Linked DNA regions of Mus musculus: region 2 is linked to region 1. The links are chromatin contacts, called in public HiChIP or PLAC-seq maps. All regions are on one chromosome and are shown on one strand. Each heading gives the region's core, a stretch centred on a gene start, on an enhancer-like site or on the middle of the called end of the contact. The rest is flanking DNA. Distances are from core to core; before and after follow the strand shown. Region 1 has its middle 31 kb from the start of Crispld2. Region 2 has its middle 35 kb from the start of Zdhhc7.

Evidence for each region. HiChIP or PLAC-seq counts read pairs in DNA pulled down with a chosen protein or histone mark.
Region 2: a contact with region 1 is called in an H3K27ac HiChIP or PLAC-seq map of embryonic fibroblasts, with 18 read pairs. The contact joins two enhancer-like sites. A contact is called at or near these places in 1 of 39 promoter capture datasets (Sertoli cells), 6 of 15 datasets of contacts at CTCF or cohesin (CD8 T cells, the NIH/3T3 cell line, embryonic stem cells and 2 more), 97 of 484 Hi-C or Micro-C datasets (the 4T1 cell line, the AML12 cell line, B cells and 45 more), 22 of 115 datasets of contacts at active chromatin or transcription factors (the HPC-7 cell line, VIP interneurons, cardiomyocytes and 12 more) and 5 of 9 other capture datasets (adipose tissue, embryonic stem cells, embryonic trunk and 2 more).

Annotation. Positions count from the first base shown.
Region 1 is chr8:119,958,831-119,964,308 of GRCm38.p6, reverse strand. No RefSeq gene overlaps it. Among named protein-coding and RNA genes, the nearest start is that of Crispld2, 31 kb to the left of the region's middle. Within about 2 kb of position 3,633, at least 60 of the 459 cell types and tissues checked have an H3K27ac peak or open chromatin away from gene starts, as enhancers often do. A contact at or near this core is called in the 4T1 cell line, embryonic fibroblasts, pancreatic cancer cells and 1 more, where this site is marked.
Region 2 is chr8:120,063,668-120,069,351 of GRCm38.p6, reverse strand. No RefSeq gene overlaps it. Among named protein-coding and RNA genes, the nearest start is that of Zdhhc7, 35 kb to the left of the region's middle. Within about 2 kb of position 3,556, at least 21 of the 459 cell types and tissues checked have an H3K27ac peak or open chromatin away from gene starts, as enhancers often do. A contact at or near this core is called in the 4T1 cell line, embryonic fibroblasts, pancreatic cancer cells and 1 more, where this site is marked.

The DNA.
Region 1 (5,478 bases), core at 2,384-4,883:
GGGAAAATCGTAGCAGAGATACAGCACAAAGCAAGCATCCTGGCTGGCCTCACACTGGAATCCACTTTCCTTCCCTGCACTGAGAGTTGGCTCTGCAGGGGCCGGGCGTGGCGCTGAAAGGAAGGATGCATCACTGTGGCATGTCACCAGGTCCTCCTGGCAAAACTTACAGGACCCAGAGAGTGGGGCTGGGTGGCACAAGCCAGAAGGGAGGCCCAGCAGGAGTCAGCACCCCCCAGGTCAATGCAGCTCTGCCCACAGCATCCTTTTCTGCAAAGGCACCCGAGGTCTCTGCTCTTCTTATGGAGCAAGCAGTTTAGCAGAGGCAGATCAGGGAGAGCAGCAGGGACATACCAAGGTGGGCAAGGGACAGTGCCTGAAGTCACCCACTGCTGACTGTGATGTCTGCTTCTTTGCTGTGTGGGCTCAGCCTGGCACCGGAGGGCTTGGTGACTGCCAGCAAGTGGCAGTCAGGAAGAAGGGACAGAACACAGTTCAGAGGCAAGAGATACAGTCAAGGAAATTGGCAAACCTGGGAACTGTTTGTGTCCAGGAGCCAGAGGGACTGATGGTCAAGCAGACTCCAACTCCAGAGTTCCTTACTGCAAATGTTCGTTACGTTAGTGGAGGTTAAGAATGCTGGACACCAGCAGGCCAGTGACTCCTGGAGAGGCAGCAAGCTCCAGGCCCTGTGGGTCCACACTTGAGGCTGCAAAACTGCTGGTGACTCACAAAGGAACCAAGAACATCCAGGGCAGACCTCGCTGGTAGCAAATCTATCCATGCACAGAGACAAACAGAAATGGGGGACCTCGGCAGCAAAGGGGGACACCATGAACAGGTAGGGGACGATGATGAGGGTGCAGACTGTTCGAGGCTGATAGAAACTCAGGTCCAAAATATCAGCTGCTAACCTGGGGAAATGAAACCCTGGGGGATCTGGCAACCTCTGGAGACCTTTTTAACAGCTACCCTGAAAGTGGGGTGGGGTGGGGGTGCTGTGTATATGTACATGCTCGGGGCCTTAGATGCTAGCATACATAGGAGGGTGCTCCTAAAGCCACCACCACCTAGACTGAGAGACTGGAGACATGACAGCCAGGCCTCAGCTCACGCAAGGCCCGGGGATCCTGCAGCCTGTTAGGACATGTGAGTCAATTATCACATCGAGTGCGTGAAATAAAGGAGTCAGTATGGTTTGAATATGATTGGCCCAGGGTATAGTACTATTAGGAGGTGTGGCCTTGTTAGAGGAAGTGTGTCACTGTGGCTGTAGGCTTTAAGACTCTACTCCTAGAGGCCATGAAGCCAGTCTTCTCCTGTTTGCCTTCAAAACAAGATGTAGAACTCTAAACTCTTCCTGCACCATGCCTGCCTGGATGCTGCCATGCTCCCACCTTGATGATAATGGACTGAACCTCTGAACCTGAAAGCCAGCCCCAATTAAATGTTGTCCTTTTTGTCTTAGGGTTTCTATTCCTGCACAAACATGATGACCAAGAAGCAGGTTGGGGAGGAAAGGGTTTATTCAGCTTCCACTTCCACTTATTTAGCTGTTCATCACCAAAGGAAGTCAGGACTGGAACTCAAGCAGGTCAGGAAGCAGGAGCTGATGCAGAGGCCATGGAGGGATGTTACTTACTGGCTTGCTTCCCCTGGCTTGTTCAGCCTACTCTTATAGAACCCAAGACTACCAGCCCGGGGATGGCTCCACCCAGAATGGGCCCACCTCTCTTGATCACTAATTGAGAAAATTTCTTACAGCTGGATCTCAGGGAGGCATTTCCCCAACTGAAGCTCCTTTCTCTGTGATAACTCCAGCTGTGTCAAGTTGACACAAAACTAGCCAGTACAATTGACCCCTTGTCAACTTGACACACAAATACATCACTAGTAAGCCTCAACACTTAGTTCTTATTCATCCCCAAGATCTAAATAACTTTAAAAGTCCCACGGTCTTTGCAAATTCTTACATACTAAGATTTCAATCCCTTTAAAATATCCAATCTCTTTTAAAATCCAAAACCTTTTTACAATTAAAAATCTCTTAACTGTGGGCTCTGCTAAAATACTTTCTTCCTTCAAGAGGGAAAAAAATATCAGGTCGGAGTCACAATCAAAAGCAAACCGTCTAGCATCCATCCAGCTCACCATCTTCTGGGCTTCTCCAACAGTTGCCTTAGTCATGTCAGTTCACAGCAGTAAAACCCCAAGGAAGACGCCTGCCCTCCGGGAAGAATTAGAGCATACTCCTGCTGTATCCAGAAATGAGCCTTCCTGTGTGGGGCTGTCAACATGGTCAAGCAGAAGTGGTCTCTGCTGCTGAGTCTGGTCTCAGGGTGGACACAGTCTCTACCCGGGTTATTTCTGTGCCTCAGAAGGTTTCAGAAAGCTCGTGGTATTGCTATAAAGGGAAGTAGATAATAATAATAATGATAATAGATAATAATATACAAACAACAGCCTGTGCAGCTGGCTCCCAGCTGGCCACTGAAAGGCTGGAAGAACATAGGTCCTGTCCCTCCAGGGCTACCACATAGCAATCACCCTGGGCTGCTTTGGTGAGGCTGCCTAGGACACAGGCCCCTTATACTGTTTCTTAGTAGCTAGCAGGAACGTAGCTCAATGGCAGAGCATTTGCCTAGCATGTGGGTTCCTTGAAAAGCACCCAGCAGGTAAGATCTATCTCCCTGGCCTTGGAGGTGGCTCGCTGAACTACATGAGCTTCAGTGAAGCACCCAGAACTGACAGGGTGATAGCAACCAAGATGGAGGTGGGGGTGGGGGTAGGTGTGCCCACAGGTTAGTGATCAGGCAAGAAAGGAGGAGGCAGGACTTTGAAACTCAGCTGCAAAGGCTGAAGCAGAAAGATTACTGCAGGCTACAGAGACCATCTTTTTCTTTTTGGATGGATGGATGGAAGGAAGGAAGGAAGGAAGGAAGGAAGGAAAAAGGGAGGGAGGGAGGGAGGGAGGGAAGGAAGGAGGGAAGGAAGGAAGAAGGAAGGGAGGGAGGGAGGGAAGGAAGGGAGGGAGGGAGGGAAGGAAGGAAGGAAGGAGGGAAGGAAGGAAGAAAGAAAAGAGCCGATTGCCCGTGGCTGTTCCTGAGCCGCAGGCCTGGGAATACATTCACTGACTTCTCTACAACTTCCTGCACAAGAATGGCCTGTTCACAGGAACAGCAGGATCATCCTGTGACCCAGCTGAGGGTCAGCTCCTTAGGCATCAGTGCACCACAGGGGCTGAGATGGCCTCTGTCCTCACCTAGAGTTTGTGTTGGTCAAGCTGGCTCCTTCCTGTCCTACAGGCCTGTGCCCCTACATACGTGCAGGGTATCACCCCACTCACAGTGATATCACAAGAGGGGGAAGGTGGGCTGCTGCTTAGATGTCACGAGGCTGGCCCCGTGGGCTCTGCTCCCCTCTTCAGTCACTGTGGGAGCCTTACAGCTCTGGGATTCCTGCCTGTGTTTCTATTTCTCTTCTACAGCCACCAGCCTCCGAACAAACACTATGTGACTCATGGCAGTCAGTCACCAGTGGCTCCCTCAACAGGCTGAGGTCTGGAAGGGTGTGAGTTCTTGTCTTCAGCACAGCAGGAATGGCTGGCACAGGCTCCAGAGCAGGCAAGTGCCTGCCAAGTCCCCGAGTGCACACACAAAAGCAGATACTCCTTGCAATAGCCTCAGGGTGCACAAGCCTGGGGCCTGCTTGGAGGACCAATCACAGAGCTTCCTTCAGCTTGGAATGCAGACAGAGACAGGGAAAACTGGAGGACAAGATCAAGCTGCAGGTAAGGGGATGCCAACCAGGGGTGCGCTCTGACCCAGCTTACCAACCTCACGGGGTAGCGTCTCCAACTGCAGCCCAGTCAGTAAGACACTAGAGAGCTGCCATCTTTCCTCTGCGGAGTACAGGACTGCTATAAACTACATATGAAAATGTAAGTCTAGGATGTGCAAGTCTTGGCGGCCTCACAGGAGAACAGACTCAAGGAGCAATAAAGGCTTGCCCACGGTCCGGAAGTGCTCCCTCAGGAGAGAATCTGGGCACTCAGAAACACTTCTTTACTTTAGAAAAATATGTAATTTATCTTAAACAGTAAAATTATCAAAATATTAAGGTAAAGTATGAAACCCTGCTTTTATTTGAAGTTCTAGCTAGGAGGATGCTGGAGTGATGGATGCCTCAGCTCAGTTAGGAGCACTGGCTGCTCCTTGTAGAGGTTCGATTCCTAGAACCTACATAGCAGTTCACAGCCATCTGTAGCTCTAGCTCCAGGGATCCCATGCCCTCTCTTGGCCCCACGGGCACCAGATATGTATGTGGTACACAGGCACATACAGGCAAAACATCCGCACATAAAAAATATGTATTTTTTAAAAGTATAGGCTAGGAGCCCAAGGGCAAATGTACAGCGACCCTGCTCTGGGACTCCAGGGAGCATCCTGGAGCCCCACCACGCGGCCCAACACTGTAAACCAACACACTCCAGATGGGCTTTGAGGCTTCCAATCCTGAATGCCCATCCTGGGGATACATGGCTGATGTCACCTTAGCATTCATTCACCTTGACTTAGAGGAATCTACACCCTGACCACTAGGCTAGGAAAACAGCTACTTCAAAAACCCCCGATAGCAAAGTTTGCAGGAAGTTCCAGGTATGAATGAGTCAAAGCCAGGGGACCCCACCAGGAAGCTTCGTACCTTAGCACCAACACCATGGTAGGATTAGACTCCAGGGTGAACAACAGGAGGCCTGTGTCCCAGGGAGAGAACACTGACAACGCTTCATTCAGGGCTGGTGTGTCTCATCCACCCCAGCTCGCGCACCTATCTGCGCCTGGCTACGTACTGATGTAGCTCAGGCAATACAAAACTGAGATGCTACCAAAAACTACAGACTCTGGGCTCGAGATAAAGCCCAGTAAGGACATTACACACAGTGGCTCCCATCTATATAAGTCCAGTTCCAGGGGACCTGGCTGGGTGTTAAGTACACTGGTTCCAAGGTGTGAATGTGATGCACTGAAATGCACACAGGCAATGTGTGTGTGTGTGTGTGTGTGTGTGTGTGTGTCTTAAACAGTAAAAATATCAAAAAAGGTAAAGTATGAAACCCTGCTTTATTCGAAGTCCTAGCTAAGATATATTTTGATATACAGGACGGTGGTGGCACACACCTTTAATCCCAGCACTTGGGAGGCAAAGGCAGGCAGATTTCTGAGTTTGTGGCCAGCCTGGTCTACAGAGAGTTCCAGGACAGCCAGGGCTACACAGAGAAACCCTGTCTTGAAAAAACAAACAAACAAACAAACAAAAAGGAAAATTTAAGACTTGCATTAAGTTAAACCATACAGAGTCTACAGCTATGTTCATCTATCTCCAATGAGGTTTAACATGACCTTAAACCTCAGGAAGGAAGCTATTAAGGTTCTAGGGGTAGCCATTAAGGTTGGGCTAACGGCTAGAGGGTCTAGG
Region 2 (5,684 bases), core at 2,307-4,806, 110 kb before region 1:
TTAGCACCCCCACCTCAGCATTTCCACCCCAGAAACCCCACCTCAGCACCCCCCTCAGTACCCCACCTCAGCACCCAACCTCAGCATCCCCACCTCAGCACCCCCACCTCAGCATCCCCACCCCAGAAACCCCACCTCAGCACCCAACCTCAGCATCCCCACCCCAGAACCCCCACCTCAGCATCCTCACCCCAGGACCCCCACCTCAGCATCCCCACCCCAGAAACCCCACCTCAGCACCCCGCCTCAGCATCTCGCCTCAGCACCCCCCTCAGTACCCCACCTCAGCACCCTGCCTCAGCATCCCCACCCCAGAACCCCCACCTCAGCACCCTGCCTCAGTACCCCGCCTCAGCATTCCCACCCCAGAACCCCCACCTCAGCATCCCCACCCCAGGACCCCCACCTCAGCACCCTGCCTCAGTACCCCGCCTCAGCATCCCCACCCCAGAACCCCCACCTCAGCACCCCACCTCAGTATCCCCCTCAGTATCCCCCAGCACCCCTACTTCAGCACCCCCACTTCAGCATCCCCACCTCAGCACTCCCCTCTCATCATGACTGGCTTCAAGCTGTCTCAGTTTGGTCTCTGAAACCAAGGCATTCACTGGGACTTTGCCCTGATCCCCCCATAGCTGACAACAGTGTCTAGCAGTTGCATCACAGGTGCTGGGCACCTGTGGATATCTCTGTGGCTTTTGACTTCCACCGTGAGTGTGCTACTCACTCCGGATGCTTTAGAGGAAAGCAATTACACCAAGGGTGGGCTCCCTGGTGTGTGGCACGTGTGAGCTCTGCAGTCCCAGTATGAGGCCTGAGAAAGAAGAAAAAGAAAGACAAGCACCTTCGTAAGTTCACCCTGACAAGGGAGAGGAAAACACCCGGCTGCCTCTGTCAGCACCGCACAGGATGACTCTGTGGCATCAGCTTCCCCTTGGTAAATGTCACGGGAGCATAAGTCTGGCCTGCGAGATGTGCTACAGATGAAGGAGATGGCACAGTTCCACACCCCCGCCTGGCACAGAGGCCCTGGGGTGCACAGGTGGGCTCGGGGCCATCGCAGCATCGCATTAGCCTCATGCCTTTCTGGTCAGGTGGGTGAGGAGGAATTGGAGACAGAGAAGCCTGTGCCCAAGCTCAACAGTGCCGGAAGGTCCCTCCCAGCCTCTGGACTGCAGCCTGGCCTCCTGCTTGCCTCTTGTTAACGAGCAGAGTGGCAGGTGGTGGATTGCTTACAGATCACAAGGGGCCAAAGGCAGCTAAAATGAGCCAGTGGGGCCAGGACCTCATTTAGACAGATGTGTGGGATGACGTTGGATCCAGGCCACAGCTGAGTGAGCAGCAGGCAGGAAGTTGATCGGGGTTGTTCCAGGCTGGACAATGTCTTCCCGAGTGGAACTTAAATCCGCTCGGTGAAGAAGACACAGTACTTGGAGAGAGGCCCAGGTCTCCAGCCAGTGACCCTGGGCTACACATAGCCTGACCCAAATAGAACCACAGGAGAACAGGGCTGCAGCAAGGCTCGGCCACAGAAACTTCCAGACCTTGTCCAGACCAGGAGGCAGAAGGACCCTGCTTCCTTTCTCTTCTTTCCTTTCTTTCTTCCTTTTTTGATAATTTTTGCATTAGTTGATTTTTTTAATCTCTGTGCCCCCAGTGCCTGACCGAATCAAGGGAGAAACAGTTGGTTAGACTCATGGAGGCTTCCAAGGGCTTCCATCCATCACATGAGAAGTCATACTTGGATCATGGCTGTGGGAGGCCACGGGGAGGCTCTTCACATCACACTGACCAGGAAGAAAAGAGGACAGGAGGCCAATAGGGTGGTGTGCTTTTAAGGCCATCCTCCTACTTTCTCCAGGTCAGCTTGCCCCTAAAAGCTCTACCACCTCTTCATATTAGTGTCACTAGCTGGGAACCCAGCACTCAGAATGAGGTAGCATTTTAGGTTCAAACCAAACAGTCGCTTTATATTTTGATATTGTATGACTTCCTGAGGCAATGTGAACAAATATCCATTCACCCTAGATATGGCACTGTCAACAGATTCACCAAAGTCTAGCACGGTGAACCAGTGAGATTTCCAGGGTCACAGGAGTATGGGTGACTCAGGTAGCTGCTACACTGAACAGCTCAGCATGGGTGATGCCTCCAAACTGAATTCTGGGTTGGGGTTGGGGCCCTGAGCAACTTGCAGGCAGCTCTGCGGAAGAGTGTCCTCCAGCAACTGTGTGTTGCTCATATAAGCATGGGGTGGAGCCTTGGGCATCTTGGAACTTTCTAAGCTTCTGCCATTGAGTCTTAGGAGCCTCCATCTTCTGTGGCAGAAAGACTGTTTCCCTTCTGAGGAAAAGGCTATGCAGCAGATAAATTTCAAACCCACAGAAAATGAGTTGAACCGGCTAGTCAGCCTCGCTCAGACTCACTGGAGGTTTAGATGGTGACCCTCTCTGCATCACTCACAGCCCTTCGGCCACAAGTATACATGTGCACATACATGGATTTTTCTCAAGCCACTGGATGGCAGGTCGTAGCCACACACGCTCTTGCACACAGGCACTTCTGTGGACAACTCCAAGATGCGAGGCGCTCTCAGAACCAACTTAAGATCTAACTGGGGGTCAGCACTGCAGCAGTTAGTTCCAGTATCAAAGGCTTGTCACTCTGCTTCACACTCAAGTGTGGACAACTGTCTCAAATGGCCCTGAAAGCTGTTTCCTTTTCTAACACATGGCACTTAGTGATAACATGGCCCTTGCCTTCTCTCTCTTCTGAAATGATTTTAAGTTTTTACATTCATTTATGTGCATGTGTGTGTGTCCTGGGCATGCTTCTAGAGGTCTGGGGACAAAGTTTGGAAATCGTTCAATTCTTCCATTCCACTACACATATCTTAGAAATTGAACTCACGTCATCAGACGAGGTCATCAGGCTTGGCAACAAACAACTTGCCCTTGGCTTTGGGATACGGATCTCTGGGTGTTTGGACAAGGCAGTCTGTCCTCAGAATAAGATGTCTAGAGCTTTTTTTTTTTTTTTTTTTTTTTTTGACAGGGTTTCTCTGTGTAGCCCTGGCTGTCCTGGAACTTACTATGTAGACCAGGCTGCCCTCAAATTCAGAGATCCTCCTGCCTCTGCCTCCCAAGTGCTGGTATTAAAGGCACGCACCACCACGTCTAGCTTTCAGGATGAGCTTTGAGTTAAGTATTCAGACAAGGCCAGCACAGAGAGTCATGGGGTCCTCCTAGGTGTCTTGTGAGAGGGGGTTTGCCCTAATACCTGGGATCAGTGTGGTTACCAATGGAGCCTGGATCAGCCATGTCCATCTGTTGATTGGTGGTGAGACGCTTTGAGTCTGTAAATATCCTATAGCTGTGCTTATTGATCTGCAGTTCGAGCCCACTCCGATGAGCTCACCCCTCCATCCCTGATGTGTTTGTTAGTCATGCTCGTCCCAGAAGCTTCTGCAAGGAGAAATGAGCTGTTGTGTGTCAGGCCGGGGAGTTGGTGTCTCCTCAGCCCAGGGGGTAGTGGGGGGCATTACTCATGTGCGCTCTTTCCCCATATGAGTCATGAGGGGGGATATGACATTTCCCAGCCTCGCCACCTCCTTCCCAGAGCTGAGCCAGCATGGCTGTAAGTAGCATTTTAGCACAGCCTGTGGGTGGTAGGGCTGCCTGTTGGGACCCATGCATTTGGGGTACAGGGAGCTGTGTTCTGGACGCACCAGGGTGGGCCACAATGCTGAGCCTCTTTGAGTCTCTAGGATCCACAGGTGGTCCCTCTGGGGCAGGAGTCTGACCATTTTTTAAGTCAGGTAGGGCAGATTCCTCACATTGGCCATGTGGAAGGAGAGTGGGGATCTCCCAGAGTCAATGAAGCCATGAGGGGGTCCATAGAGAGCCCTTGAATGCTACCAACAGAGAGACGTTCACCCCATGGATTCTCAGTCTTCAGGGAAAGGTTGACTACCTTTAATGGATGGGTTATTCTGGAAGCTTCTGTGGCTGGCCTTTCCAGATCTGGGCTTGCCCTAGGCTGTTGCTGTTGTCTGCAACCCCACCATAGCTTTCTGGGATTTGAGCAAAAGTCCACGGCCCCAGCTTAATGGGCTCCCCACCAATCTGACCGCCGTGACCCCCACTTCACATGCATACTGTTCTATCTGACCAGGTCCTCATGTCCAAATGAGATCTGAGCACCCAGGTCTCCTTCCCAGGAAGCCCCACCTAGGGCTGCCCAGTTTCTGGCTCCTCTGATGTTCTAGAACCCTCTAAGGTCTGCAGCGGACTTGGCAGGGCCATCCGATGGGCTGATCTGGTGATGGGGATGTTGTTGGAGCCACACACTACTGGAGGAACAGTGTGCAGTGAAATCACATGAGGTCCACTAGAATGGGAACCTAGGGACCCACCACCCGTCCAGGATTTCCTCAAGAGAGCCGAGGTGGGGAATAGAGACCCCTGACCCTGCAAGGCTGGGTTAGCAACTCTGACAGGGAGGGTTGTGGGGCCGAGGATGATAGAATGACTGTGGACACACGTGGGGCCCTAAGATCTGTGTGACATTCAGATGCTGCTCCCTGTCCCCTACAGGATGCTGATTGTGAGCCAGTGGCCCTTGTGAGCCCAGAGTAGGTTCACGCACCACAGTCAACAGCCTCTAAATCCAGGTCTGAAAATTCTGCACAAGAGGGGAAAAAATGTTGAGATAAACAAACATGAGGAAGAAATGTTTTCCGAAGGGCTGGAAGCAATTTGGGGGTTAAGCCCATCCAGCCTCTCTAACGTTATTCTATATGATTTATTTTCTTCGAGCCCAGTTGAGAGACATAGGATCAACATTTCCACGTACTCTGGAAAGGCCCCAGCTTCCCATTTCAAGGTCACCAGCACCCAGCCCAGCCCCAAACAACAACAACTGGTTCTCATTTGGAAAAACAAAACCAACAAGAAGACAGACATTCCTGAGTGAGTCACCAGGACACCTCTCTCCTCCATGAGAGAGCTAGTGTGGGCCCTGCTGTGAGTTCCTGGCCATCCTCTATATGTGGGGACGGTAAACTGCTCTCTTCACAGGGATGAGGTGCCAGCCGAGGTTGGGCTCCACACATTATGAGCACTTTATATATAACACCAGTGATCCTTCAATCAAACTGGAAACTGCAGGGCAGGAGATCCACACACAAGAGTGGGGTCAAGGGATGGAGAGTAGAAATTACAGATGACCCTTGGGCAGAGAAGGAGCCAGACCAGGTAGGACACGCCATCCCTACACTAGGGGTAAAGGTAAGAGGCTCGGGAGTTGAAGGTCATCTCCAGCTACGTAGTGGCTTCAAGGCTAGCCTGAGCTACGAGACTATCTGGAAATGAGGGGGTGCTTCATATAATCAAGGGTTCTGTCAGCTCTGAACGAGGCTGCTGTCTAATTCAGAAGCATACTGAAGCTCTTCCTCAGGAAAAACAGCTTTGAGGCTGGAGATGAAGGTCAGACCAGCCCATAAGGTGTTCACCACGCAAGCATTAGGATCGGAACTGGATCCCCAAGGCTCAAACAGGCATGGTGGCCCACACCTGTAATCCCCGTAGTGGGGACCCAGAGGCAGGAGGGTCCCTAGGGCTGAAAGCAAGTTCCAGGGTAGTGAGAGAATGTCTCTCAAAAATGGGGGGCAGGGGAGGGTGACA